2 separate regions of the Sus scrofa genome follow, and region 1 is linked to region 2. A link is a contact called in public Hi-C data. All regions are on one chromosome and are shown on one strand. Each heading gives the region's core, a stretch centred on a gene start, on an enhancer-like site or on the middle of the called end of the contact. The rest is flanking DNA. Distances are from core to core; before and after follow the strand shown.

Evidence for each region. A called contact is a pair of places that touch in the nucleus more often than the background predicts.
Region 1: a Hi-C map of liver shows a contact between it and region 2, with 2.8 times the contacts expected there. The contact joins two enhancer-like sites. A contact is called at or near these places in 2 of 47 Hi-C or Micro-C datasets (both in liver) and 2 of 2 datasets of contacts at active chromatin or transcription factors (alveolar macrophages and skeletal muscle).

The regions. Positions count from the first base shown.
Region 1 is chr6:54,333,960-54,341,144 of Sscrofa11.1, forward strand. PPFIA3 (liprin-alpha-3) reads left to right here. Exons shown (of 30, transcript XM_005664703.3): 24 at 368-543; 25 at 962-1,059; 26 at 1,264-1,439; 27 at 1,527-1,595; 28 at 1,801-1,972; 29 at 2,447-2,518; 30 at 2,603-3,386. The coding sequence ends at 2,505. It overlaps HRC (sarcoplasmic reticulum histidine-rich calcium-binding protein), which reads right to left. Exons shown (of 6, transcript XM_003127287.5): 1 at 5,875-7,185; 2 at 5,725-5,795; 3 at 4,831-4,899; 4 at 4,516-4,570; 5 at 3,855-3,891; 6 at 3,389-3,682. The coding sequence ends at 3,646. Among named protein-coding and RNA genes, the nearest start is that of HRC, 4.1 kb to the right of the region's middle. Within about 2 kb of position 2,187, at least 69 of the 83 cell types and tissues checked have an H3K27ac peak or open chromatin away from gene starts, as enhancers often do. A contact at or near this core is called in liver, where this site is marked.
Region 2 is chr6:54,086,884-54,093,456 of Sscrofa11.1, forward strand. No RefSeq gene overlaps it. Among named protein-coding and RNA genes, the nearest start is that of FGF21, 7.5 kb to the left of the region's middle. Within about 2 kb of position 4,493, at least 4 of the 83 cell types and tissues checked have an H3K27ac peak or open chromatin away from gene starts, as enhancers often do. A contact at or near this core is called in liver, where this site is marked.

The sequences.
Region 1 (7,185 bases), core at 937-3,436, 240 kb after region 2:
GTGCTTCTTAAACTTTAACATGCATCTCAGAGCACCTGAGAATCCTGTGAGAATACAGAATTTTCGATTCAGTAGCCTAGAATTGAGTAGCTAGAATTGAGATCCTGCAATTCCAGCAAGTTCCCAAGAGATAGTGATGCTGTGGGTCCAAGGACCACACTTTCCAGTAGACAAGGGTCTATGCTGTCGTTATGAAGGAGAAAGAGACAATTCTGGATTGTCCACTGTCCTGAGCGGCGATTGGCCATTGTCCTGCTATGGAATGGAGAAAGAACAACCTTGGATGGGGGGGTGAATGTACCCTTTCATACATCCCTGGGAAGGGGTCAGAGGCCCTGACCCCTCCCCCACCTGCCCGTGGCCCCAGATCCTGGCATATGGCGACATGAACCACGAGTGGGTGGGAAACGACTGGCTGCCCAGCCTGGGGCTGCCCCAGTACCGCAGCTACTTCATGGAGTCGCTGGTGGATGCCCGCATGTTAGATCACCTTAACAAGAAGGAGCTCCGGGGCCAACTCAAGATGGTGGACAGCTTCCACAGGTGGGGGCTGCCTGGCCAACAGGTGCCAGTCCAAGGAGGGAAGCCCCATTCCTAGAGAGTCTTTGGCAAACTGGACCAGTGCTGGGGAATTCCTTGGACTATCTTAGGTCCTTTAGCGCCGACTCTCAGGAAATCCAGACTCCTGTGCCCCTTGCACTCATAAGATGGCCTACTAGGAACAGTCCAAGTCCTGAGACAGCTTGGCCAGTTGACCAAGCTGGCTCACCGTTTGGCTAATAGGAGCTGCTTGCTGAAAATATGCCAACTCTTGGGAGGGTCAGCAATTAATAGGACAGAGCCGATGGAGCAATTCTGCCACCTCTCCCAGAAAACCCCAGACAATAGGGGGGCCCAATAGGAGCAGCAGGCAATGGGGTCTTGAGGGCTCCTCTGTGATTCCACTGTCTCTGCTGCTCAGGGTGAGCTTGCATTATGGGATCATGTGCCTGAAACGGCTCAACTATGACCGGAAGGACTTGGAGCGGAGGCGGGAAGAGAGTCAGACTCAGATCCGAGGTGAGTAGAAAAGTGGAGGCAGGGCTAGAGGAGATTTGGGGCAGGGCTGGAGGAGGTCTAACAAATAGGGGAGGGGGAGGAAGGCCGGGAAAAGGGGGTGGGGCCAGCATGGGGGCGTGGTCAGGAAGAGGGGTGGAGAGATGAAATACATTGGAAGGGCAGGCCCCCAGGAGGGGCGCGGCTGAGTGTCCCTTCTGTCCCCAGACGTCATGGTGTGGTCCAATGAGCGGGTCATGGGTTGGGTGTCCGGGCTGGGCTTGAAGGAATTCGCCACGAATCTTACGGAGAGCGGGGTGCACGGGGCACTGCTCGCCCTGGACGAGACCTTCGACTACACCGACCTGGCCTTGCTGCTGCAGATCCCCACGCAGAATGCACAGGTGAGCAGCCGCTAGGCCCGGGGCATAGTGGGCATCCCCATCTCGTAGACTGCACGTTGCGACCCCTCTTCCACCTCTCCTCCTCAGGCCCGGCAACTCTTGGAAAAGGAATTCAGCAACCTCATCTCCTTGGGCACAGACAGGCGGCTGGACGAGGTGGGCGCTGCAGTGGCATAGGAGACTCCACTCCCAGCGGCACCTGTAGGCTCCGAGCTGAAGGGGTGGGGCTTGACGTTGTCCTCCAGTTAGGGTTGGAGGGGGTGTCAGGGAAGGGGCGGGGTTAGAGAGGGACGGGACCCTGAGAGGGGTGGAGTCGAAACACCACCCCAGTCCCTCACCGGCTGCCGGCCCCTCTACCTAGGACAGCGCCAAGTCCTTCAGCCGCTCCCCATCCTGGCGGAAGATGTTCCGAGAGAAGGACCTCCGAGGCGTAACCCCCGACTCAGCTGAGATGTTGCCCCCCAACTTTCGTTCGGCCGCAGCAGGGGCTCTGGGCTCGCCGGGGCTCCCTCTCCGCAAGCTGCAGCCGGAAGGTGGGCGGATCCCATATGCGACAGCCCTTCCTCCCCTCCCCTTCCTGGGGCTGGGAAATGGACCAACTCAACGTTCCAGAAGCCTCCCTCTCCGGGTTCTGAAATGGCCTAGTCCTTTCTCCCCCACCCATGACAAATGGACCACTCCAATAAGCCAGCGTCCTCCCCGGGGTGGAATGGATTAATCCTATACCCCTTTTCCAGAGCAAGAAATGAATTCTTCCAGTGTCACCTGGGGCACTTTGGAGGAATCCAAGGCTGTGGGGAAGGGAGGGAAACCAGCTTGGAGCTAGGCAGTCCTCGTTATCTCGGGAGGCGAAATCCTAGGGCAGACGGTTAAGGATCGGAGAAACACTGGGGGGAGGAACTGGGCGTGTGTGAGTGTGTGTGTGCACGCGCGCGCGCGCTTCCCAGGCACGACTTGCGCACACACTTGCTCTTTGCAGGCTGAGCTGCTGTTCTTTTTCTCTCCAGGCCAGACTTCTGGAAGTTCCCGGGCAGAGGGCGTTTCTGTCCGGACCTATTCCTGCTAGTGTGGGCCTCCAGGTGAGGACTGTACTGGGCAACCTTGGGGTTTGGGGCGGCACAATGGATCTTCACAGCTGCACGTACCGCCTGGCGTCAATGCAGGTGACCTCACTCCGACGGAAGAACCTTTCTGAGGCTGGGCTGCTCCCCCTCCTGCCCAGAGTCTGGTCTCGCCAGGAGAGAGCCTGCGGGGGAGCTCGCGCCGCGGACTGGACCTTCTGTACAGATAAGCGGGGAGTGCGCGTCCCCGCCTCACAAATGGACTGGGCCTGGACCAAACCACATGCACTGGACTGGGAGGGGGAAAGAAAAGGGCAGGAAGAAGTCCCGCCCCAAACTTCCGCCTCCCTTTCCTCTACTTTGTAATTTATTGATCAGTTTCCAGTGGGAGACGGGTGCCCTTTCCCCGCGGGAAGGGGGCGGGGCTTCCCTCCCAGGCCGCATGCGTGGAGAGGCTGCCCCCCCTTCTTCCGGGTCGCGGGGCCCAAGTCTTCCTTCTTCATCCGAAAGGAGAGGAGGGGGGACTCGCTGCTAAAAGCCTCGTCCCTTGTGCCACTCAGCCCTGCCCCGCCGCTTCCAGTCGCCGGTGCCTGGGGTCAGCTGCGGGCGGGGTTCCCTCTCCCAGTGTCTCGTGTCCCGGAGGCCCTTCCCCACCCCCCGTGCTGTGGCCGTGTCCGTGCCCCGGGGGTGGGGGGTGCCGAACTGCGCTCCCCGTTCCGCTCCGGCTCCGGGGTTTGCATGGGAGAATCCTCTTTCCACGATGCCACTGGGCGACGTGGCACGGGGGAGGAAGGACCGTGGGGGAGCCCTCGCCCCCGACTCTTGATCGGCCTCCCTGCCCCAAGCGTCACTCAGTGATCACGGGTAAAGAGAACTATTTCAAAAAGCTCCCGTGTCGACTGATTTATTTATCAGGACCTAGCACACCAACGAGGACCCCTCTCCTCCCTCAGACTCGAGAATCCAAGATCCCAGTTCCCACCCGCGTTCCCCAGTGTCCAGAGGATCCAGACCCCAGGCCTGACTATGAGGTTTCGGGGAGCACGTTTATTTAGAGAAATAAATATGGCTCTGGAAAGGGGCTGGAGGGCCAGGGAGATGTGTCTGCTCCGCAGCCGCGAGGCGGGGGTGGTGGGGGGTGGGGGTCAGGCTTCTGGAGTTTCCAGCATGTCTGCCAGGGCTCTGGAGAGTAAGAGGCAGAGGTTACCCAGCCCAAGGGTCCAAAGCTCCCCCAGGGCACTTAAGGATCGTTAACCTGCGCATTTCTCCCAGGGTCGTCCAGTAATTCCTTGCGGGACAGCACCTAGGCAGGGTCCTTAAACTACCCCCGCCCCGCCACTACACGCACACTTACTGGTACAGGGAAGAGGAGAAATAGTCGACGTAGCTTCCTGCAGGAGAGAAGAAGCTTGAGGGGGTGAAATTAGGGGACCACTTTTCACTCAGTCCGGGATCAGGACTAGCTCCGCCCCCTCTCCCTGATTACTGGAGTCAAGATAATTCCTTCCACTGGGACTCTTTTTTTTTTTTTTTTTTTTGTCTTCTGTCTCTTTAGGGCCGCACCGGCATTTGGAGTGGGTTAAGGGCCCACTGAGCGAGGCCAGGGATCGAACCTGCGTCCTCGTGGATACTAGTCAGGTTCGTTTCCGCTGAGCCACAATGGGAAGTCCTTTGAGGGTCCCCCTCTCTCCTCCTAGCTCTGGGGGTTCCCATTCTCCAATAGCCCCACCCCCTGCCCCGTCCTTCAAATTCCTCTTGCTTTGGCCCCACCCTCTCGGTTCTAGGTCCACCCCTCAACTCTTCAGCCAATCCTAAACGCTTAGGCTTTGACACCTATCCCCGACTTTCCCTCGGCCCAGGCTCCGCCCCTCCGTGCTCCTGGAGAGCCACCGTTGCCGTGCCTTGGCCACGCCTCCCCATGTAGCCACGCCCCAGGCCTTCTAGGCCTGCCACAGGTTGGCTCCGCCCCCACTTGCCCCTTCGGAGGGTTTCTCCTGGGCCCCGCCCATGCTCACCTGGACTGCAGACTGTTTCACAGACCAGCGGGCAGAGGTAGCAGAACTGGCAGTGCTGGGGTGGGGATGGGGAGAGAGAAGGAGCGGTAGGACGCGGTGGTGGCAAGGGGGAGTCAGGATGGGACGTGGGCGGTACAGGGGCAGGAGGCTAGCTCTTTGGAGGTTAAGGTCAGTTGGAGTTAAGGCTGCAACAGGACCGAAAGGTTAGGCGAGTTTGACGACAGAGGCCAGGATTTGGGGCTGGGGTTGGGGTGCTCAGATGGTCCCGAGCCATCCTGAAGCCTGGCGGGTCCTTGAGTCTGGGAGAAGTCTCACCTGGCACTGGTCGCAGTGCTCTCCCATGTTCTCCTCGTCACAGTGACAGTTCTCACATTCAGTGCATCGCTGGGGACCAGAGGAGCCTGGTTAATGGAAATGTTTTGGAGCCGCCGGGCAGCCCTCCAACCTGCCCCCTGGACTTGACTTAGTTCTCAACCTCTTGCCTTTTTTTTTTTTTTTTTTTTTGATTTTCTAGGGCCATACCTGCGGCATATGGAGGTTCCATATGGCTAGGGGTCTAATCAGAGCTGTAGCTGCCCGGCCTACGCCACAGCCACAGCCACGACCACAGCCACAGCCACGCGGGATCCTGCGACTTAGACCCCAGCTCACAGCAACGCCAGATCCTTAACCCGCTGAGCGGGGCCAGGGATGGAACCCACAACCTCTCATGGTTCCTTGTCAGATTCATTAACCACTCCGCCACGAAAGGAACTCCCAATCCTCAACCTCTTTACCTCTAACCTTAAGCTCAGTATCTCCACCAGTCTGCTTTCCGCCCCCTCGTTTCCCTATTGCAGGGCGCCACCGCGGCCTCCCATCACTGTGGCCTGGGCCCCCCACCCCCAGTCCTCTCTTTACCTCCTCTCTCCATGCGCTCCTCCCAGCCTGTCAGTCTACAGTCCTCCTGCCCCCACTGCCTCCCTGTACCCTCCTCTCTGTTCCCACAGCCTTGTAGCTCATGCCTCACCCACCCTTTCCTGGACCATTGTCCCAGCTTCCTCCCCAGCATCCTGGCCTCCAGATGTCCCCCACGTAGCCCCAGAAGTGTCGCTGTTCACTCAGAACTGTCCCTGACCCTCCTTTTCTCAAGGCCCTCCCAAGGCACACCAGAGCCCTGGAAGAAATTCTCAGGACAGCTGGGTGGATGGATCTGGGTTGGGGACATACATTGCAGAAGGAGCAGTAGCCACACAGGGATCCTGGCTGGTAGTTTCCGTATTCCTGGGCACCCTGGGGACCTGGGGGGACAAGAAAGAGGGCAGCAGTGACCCGGGCTGACTCTGCTCTTCCCCACCCCCACCTAGTCAGATCACTTACCCACGTCCTCACCACTCTCCTCCTCGCTGGAGGCACCTCCCGCCTCCCTCCCAGCCAGTGGGTTGGGGATGATGGTGACGGGCAGCTCCTCCTCCTCCTCGTCGTCTTCCTCCTGGTGGTCCTGGCTCAGTGGGACCCAAACCTCAGCCCTCTCTTCCCTCCTCTCCTCCTCCTCTTCTTCCTCCTCCTCTTCCTCCTCCTCCTCCTGGCTCAGGCTGAGGCCATGACCTTCCTCCTCGTCTTCCTCATCCTCCCGGTCCAGGCTGCCCTGGTGGGTGCCTTCTCCTTCCTCTTCTGAACCTTCACCATCCTCTTCAGGGGAGCTGTGGTCCTCTTCCTCTTCCTCCTCGGAATCACCCTCCCCTAAATGGCTTCTATCCTTGACCCCCATGTGTTCCCGGGGACGGGAGCTAGTCTCTTCTTTGATGGATCCTCTGTGGCCTTGCTGCCTGTGGCTGGCAGGCTGGTGGCCAAGCTTGGTGGAGATGTCCTCATCTTCCTCCTTGAGGACCCCGGGGTGGTGACGACCAGGGCTCTCTCTCGTATATTCGTCTGGGAAGTCCTCCTCCTCCTCAGTGCTCTTGTGGCCTTGGGCTTGGGGGCTTGCAGCATGGTGGCTGAACTTGACCGTGATCTCCTCCTCTCCTTCCTCCTCCTCATCTCCAAGGCCATGGTGGGTATGTCTGGGAACCTGGTGCCAGTGTTCAGTGGATACGACCTCATCCTCATCTTCCTCATTTCTGTGGCCTGGGTGTCCGTGGCCAGGGACATGATGGTGGTGCGAGTCTGAGACGTCTCCATCCTCTTCCTTCTCGTGGCCTTGATGCCCGTGCGTCTGATATTTGTACTCAGCGGAGTCACCGTCATTGTCGTCATCTTCTTCTTCTTCATGGCCTCGGTGTCTGTGGCTGGGGCCGTGATGGTGACGTCCAGCTGAGACGTCTTCGTCCTCTTCCATCCCGTGGTCTCGGTGCCCGTGGGCCTGGTGTCCATACTCGGTGGAGATGCCGCCTTCCTCCTCCTCTTCCTCCTCCTCTTCTCCATGGCCTCGGCGTACATGCCTGATGATATGATGGTGTCGCTCGCTGGACACAATTTCATCCTCATCCTCGTCTTGGTGGCCGTGGCTCCCATGGCTGGGGAAGTGGTGCCTGGGCTCAGCTGAATCATCCATGTCTTTGCTCCCACGGCCTCTGTGCCCACCCGCCTGCGGAGCATGCGCTGTGGTTCCCTCCTCCTCAGAGATGTTCTCATCTCCCACCTCGTGGCCTTGGTACCTGTGGCCTTGGCGGGGATGGGCTGCTTTGGAGA
Region 2 (6,573 bases), core at 3,243-5,742:
CCTGGGAGATGAATTTATTAGCAGAGATTCCAGATTCCAGTGACAGCTGGAGGGGCTAGTTTGCTCTTTGACTGGAACCTACACCCCAAATGATCTGCCCTTGAGATGCGGTAGGGTGGCTGTTAAAATAAGGTGTCAACCAGAAACTTCAGCATCCCGGGACTTCAGAAGTGCACATTTTGGAGTTCCCATTGTGGCTCAGCAGTAACGAACCCGACCAGTATCCATGAGGGTTTGAGTTCAACCTCTGGCCTCGCTCAGTGGGTTAAGAATCCAGTGTTGCCCTGAGCTGCAGTGTAGGTTGCAGGCACAGCTGGGATCTGGCGTGGCTGTGGCTGTGGCGTAGGCCGGCAGCTGCAGCTTGGATTCAACCCCTGGCCTGGGAATTCACATATGCAACAGGTGTGGTCATAAAAAGAAAAAACAAAAACAAACGCACATTTTGCTTTTTAGGGCCACACCCAAGGCATATGGAAGTTCCCAGGCTAGGGGCTGCATCGGAACCACAGCTACCGGCCTACACCACAGCCACAGCAATGAGGGACACGAGCCTGGTCTGCAACTTAAACCACAGCTCCCAGCAACACAGGATCCTTAACTCACTGGACGGAACCAGGGATGGAACCCACATCCTCATGGTTACTCGTCAGAGCGGTTTTCGCTGTGCCACAACGGGAACTCTAGAGATGCCCATTCTGGAACTCGGACCCATTGAATCCAAAAGTCTGCAGAAAAGGCGAATTCAAAGGGACAGAAATCAGATGAGCCATTGCCACCAACCGTGGGAGGATGCGATGAGGAGTGGCTTCGGATCCTAGGGCTGCTGCAAGGAAGTGTCACAAACTGAATGGTTGAGAAGAACAGAAATTTGCTCTCGTGGTTCCCGAGGCTGGAAGTCTGACAACGAGGTGTTGGCGGGTGTGGCATTTTTGCCGGTTTCGTTTCTTCCTCTGCCCGCCCTGGTTTGACCCCACCCACTTTTTTTTTTTTTTTTCCAGGATGCACGTTGTCTTTTGCTGGAAGGAGTGTTTGTGAACCTCTGCTATCGTCCTGGCTTTACTATGGGGAGGGGGGGTTGTCGTTTTTGGGGGTGGGACAGAATTTGGGAAGATTTAAGAAACTGTGTTCCCTCAACCAAAAGGAATCACGAGGAAACTTCAAACAAACTCCAATCCACGCCGTCTGTGAAACCACTGGCTTTGACGGTAGGCAAATGCCAAGGTCAAGAACAAAACGTTGGGAGGACTGTTTATATTAATGAGATCAGAGAGCCGGCCGGAGGAAATGTGGTTCACTGCGCAGTCCAGGTGACAGCCTGAATATTAGCAAGACCTTTGATAAGATCTGAATGAGTGCTGTGCTTTATTTTTTATTTTATTTTATTTTTGTTTCTAGGGCCACACCCGAGGCATATGGAAGTTCCCAGGCTAGGGGTCGAATCAGAGCTAGAGCCGCTGGCACACGCCACAGCCACAGCCATGTGGGATCCGAGTCATGTCTGTGACCTACGCCACAGCTCATGGCAACTGGATTAGGCCAGATCTTTAACCCCCTGAGCGAGGCCAGGGATTGAACGTGCAACCTCATGGTTCCTAGTTGGATTCATTTAAGCTGCACCACGACAGGAACTCCTGAGTTCTGTGCTTTAGATTAAAAATGTATCCTAGGAGTTCCCGTCGTGGCGCAGTGGTTAACGAATCCGACTAGGAACCATGAGGTTGCGGGTTCGGTCCCTGCCCTTGCTCAGTGGGTTAACGATCTGGCGTTGCCATGAGCTGTGGTGTAGGTTGCAGACGCGGCTCGGATCCCGCGTTGCTGTGGCTCTGGCGTAGGCCGGTGGCTACAGCTCCGATTCAACCCCTAGCCTGGGAACCTCCATATGCCGCGGGAGCGGCCCAAGAAATAGCAACAACAACAACAAAAACAAAAGACAAAAAGACAAAAGACAAAAGAAAAAAAAATGTATCCTATGTTAATTTTCATTTCTTTCTTTTTTCTTTTTTCTTTTTCTTTTTAGGGCCAGGTTCATTACCACTGAGCCACAACGGGAACTCCCTCCCATGGTAAATTTTCTGCTTCTGATTTTTGTACTGCAGCTACTGAAAAGAATGTCCTTATGCTTAGCAAATACACACTGGACCAGTTAGGGACAAAGGGGCATGGTATCGCCAGTGCTTTCTCAAATGTTTCTGGAAAGGTAAATAAAATACATAGTAATATACAGACACAGAGAGCGAATGAGAAAGCAAAAGGGGGGGATAGGGATAATTGGGGAGCCTGGGAAAAGGATATACGGAATTCTTTGTACAAGCATTTTATCATTTGCTTTTGGTTTTTGCCTTTCTTGGTTTTTTTTTTTTTTTTTTTTTTTTTAGCCTTTTAGGGCTGTACTCACAACATATGGAAGTTCCCAGGCGAGGGGTCCAATTGGAGCTGCAGCTGCCGGCCCACGCCACAGCCACATATGTAGCCTACACCACCGCCACGGCAATGCTGACAGATCCTCGACCGAGGATCGAGGCCAGGGATTTAACGCACGGCCTCGTGGATGCCAGTCGGGTTCGTTAACTGCTGAGCCACGAAAGGAACTCCCCAAACAACTTTCTAAATGCATTGACAAGCTCCTAAGAAAGGAAAATCTTCATACTGTCTCCCCGCCTCACCATGAGAGAGAGAGAGAAGGGAAGGAAGGAGAAGGAAGGAAGGAAGGAAGGAAGAAATGAACAGAAGGAAAGAAGCTGAGAGCACAGAGCAGAGAAGAGGAGACAATGGAATATCACTCAGCCTTGAAAAGGCAGGAAATTCCAAAGCATGCCAAACAAGGATGGATCTTAAAAATACTTTGCTAAGTGAAAGCCGCCAATCACACAAGGTGGGAGATGGCATCAGTCCACCGATGAGCGGTACCTGGAAGAGGCAAATTGGGAGAATCGGGAAGTAGAATGGTGGTGGCCGGGGAGGGGCTGGAGCGCTGGGGTGTAGTGGGGGCTGAGGTCCAGGCTGAGGTGATGCCAGCCTTCCCCACGGGGAGGGCGAGGACGGCGGCATAACAACGCGGAGGCACTGCGGGCCGAGCAGCTGTAAGCAGTTGAAAGGGTAAACTTCATGCAAGCGGGGTCTCACGGCCATTTAAAAAACAACCCACAGAACTGCATTCAGAACCCCTCAGATTTTCCTATTGCTGCTGGGGCTCTCAATGGAAGAAAGATGATTGTCTATTGAAACTGTCACCACCGGATCAGTCTCAAGGGGCACGTGTTAAAAATCAAACCTGGTGGAGGAGGCGCTGCCCAAATGAGGTGTCAAGGGAGTCGAGGCTGGGCCAGTGATGACTCCAGGCCTTTTGGCGAAAGCAAAGCACAGCTACTCAGCCGAGATCTCACAGAGGACGGCTTGAAAGAGCTCCTAATTCAAAGTCACAAAACACACACGGTAGAGGCCGGCAAATATAATTTACAACAAGACTAGACAGCCTCATCCTGCCCCACCTCATACTAACTTTGGAGGAAAACGATAGTGCAAGATCGTTCTTTAAAATGATGATCAGGGAGTTCCTGTCGTGGCTCAGTGGTTAACGAATCCGACTGGGAACCACGAGGTTGCGGGTTCGGTCCCTGGCCTTGCTCAGTGGGTTAAGGATCCGGCCAGGTTCGATCCCTGGACTCCCTCGGTGTGTTAAGGATACGGTGATGCCATGAGCTGTGGTGTAGGTCGCAGACGCAGCTTGGATCCGGCGTGGCTGTGGCTGTGGTGTAGGCCGGCAGCTGCAGCTCCGATTCAACCCCTAGCCGGGGAACCTCCATATGCCTTGGGCGCGGCCCTAGAAAAGAAAAAAAAAGACAAATAAATAAATAAATAAATACATACAATTAAATAAAATGATGATCACACAGGGGTTGCCACTATGGCACAGTGGGTTAAAGATGTAGCGTTGCTGCAGCTCAGATTTGTTCCCTGGCCTGGGAACTTCCATGTGCCGCCAGGGCAGCCCCCAAAACAACCAACCAAACACACGCAGCATAAAATTTACCATCTGAACTACTTTCAAATGTACAGTTCAGTAGTCTTGAGTGTATTCCCATTATGGTACAACAAATACGGTATATGGACTATAAATACACCTGGTATATTTCATTTTGATTCATTTATTTATTAGTATTTATTGTTTTTGCTTTTTAGGGCTGAACCCACAGCATATGGAAGTTCCCAGGCCAGGGGTCGAATCAGAGCTATAGCTGCTGGCCTACATCACAGCCACAGCCACAGCCACACCAGACCTGACCCACGTCTGGGACCTACACCACAGCTCACAGCATCACTGTATCCGTAACACACCGAGGGAGGTCAGGGATCGAACCCGCGACCTCATGGATACTAGTCAGGCTCATTACCATGGAGCCACAGCGGGAACTCCCACACCTGGTATATTTCAGCTGTGAAAGCAGTCAGGGAATGCTGAGAGGAACGTTGATTGTTTGAAGATTAATTATTAGCAGAAAACCAAATAGTTGTCAACACTGGTGTGAGGTGACATCATGGGTTTGATTTGCGGTTCCCTAATGATTAGTGGTGTGGGGCATGTTTTCTTTTTCTCTTTGTTCTCTTTTCTTCTTTTTCTTTTATTTTTGCTTTTTATGGCCGAATGTGAGGCAAATGGAAGTTCCCAAGCTACGGGCTGAATCAGAGCTCTAGCCACTGGCCTACACCACAGCCACAGCAACTCAGGTTCCAAGCCGCATCGGTGATCTACACCACAGCTCCCCATGGCCATGCCAGATCCTTAACCCACTGAGCAAGGCCAGGGATTGAACTTAAGTCCTCATGGATACTGGTCGGGATTGTTGCCACTGCACCACCATGGGAACTCCTCAAGCATCTTTTCATACATATATCTTATATATGTACATGAATATCTTCCTTGAAGAAATGTCTATTCAAGTCCTGGGCCCATTTTTAAAATCTGCTTGTTTGTTTTTTTGTTGTCGTTGAGCTGTAGCAGTTCTTTCTATGTCCCGGCTATTAACCCCTTATTAGATACACGATTTGCAAATATTTCTCCCACTCCATAGACTGACACTATCGAGTGTGTCCTTCGATGCACAAAAACTTTTAATGTTGCTGAAACCCGATTCCTTCTTCCTTTGGTTGCCCACGTGTTTGCGGTCATATCAAGAAATTGTCGCCAGATCCACTGTCATGAAGCGTTTCCCCTCAGAAAAGCTCTCTTCTAAGAGGTTTAGATCTCAGTTCTAGGTCCTTAATTTAATTTGGGTCCACTTATGTATAATGTATAAGGGAAGGGTCTAACTTATTTTATTTATTTATTTATTTATTTATTTGTTTGTTTGTTGCCTTTTCTAGGGCCGCACCTGCGGCATATGGAGGTTCCCAGGCTAGGGGTTGAATCAGAGCTGTAGCCACCGGCCTACGCCAGAGCCACAGCCACGCGGGATCCGAGCCGCGTCTGCAACCTACACCACAGCTCACGGCAACGCCAGATCGTTTAACCCACTGAGCAAGGGCAGGGACCGAACCCGCAACCTCATGGTTCCTAGTCGGATTCGTTAACCACTGCGCCACGACGGGAACTCTGGGTCTAACTTCTTTCTTTGGCATGTGGGTATCCAGTTTTCCCAGCATCATTTGCTGAAATGATGGTGACGAAACTTTTTTGTTTGTTTGTTTTTGTTTTGCTTTTTAGGGCTACACCTGCAGCATATGAAGGTTCCCAGGCTAGGGGTCAAATCAGAACTACAGCTGCCTGCCTATACCACAGCCACAGCAACACAGGATCTGAGCCTCGTCCGTGACCTACACAACAGCTCACGGCAACGCCGGATCCCAGACCCATTTAATGAGGCCAGGGATGGAACCTGCATCCTAGTAGATACTGTGCCACCACGGGAACTTCTAAAATCTTTTAATTTCAGAAGAGCTTTTGAGTGTGGGCACAAATATTCACAACTGTTTGGTTTTTTGGTAATGATTAATTCATTTTCAAAGAATCAACTTTCCTCTAAACATTCTCTGACTGCTTCGACAGCTAAAAATAGCAAGCCGTGAGTTTCACAATTTTTAGATTTCCCAAAACATTTGAACATTGATTGCAAATTTAGTAAACAAAGTTTTCACAAATCTGGAGTTCCCGCCGTGGCTCAGTGGTTATCGAATCGGACTAGGAACCATGAGATTGTGGGTTCGATCCCTGGCCTCGCTCAGTGGGTTAAGGATCCAGCGTTGCCATGAGCAGTGGTGTAGGTTGCAGACGTGGCTCGGATCCTGCAATGCTGTGGCTGTGGTGTAGCTCTGATTCAATCCCTAGCCTGGGAACCTCCATATGCCGAAGGTGTGGCCCTAGAAAAGGCAAAAAGACACACTCACACACACAAGTTTTCACAAATCTGAGATCTCAGATTCCCTTACATGAATTAAGAGCCTTGACAAGGAGCAAGAGAGCAATGCAATTTTGATCCTATGTCTCACGTCTGATATGATAAATTCTCACGAATGCTTTAAAAACCCTCCAGGACAGACAAGTCAAGGTAAGTGCTTATCCCATGGATCAGATTCCTT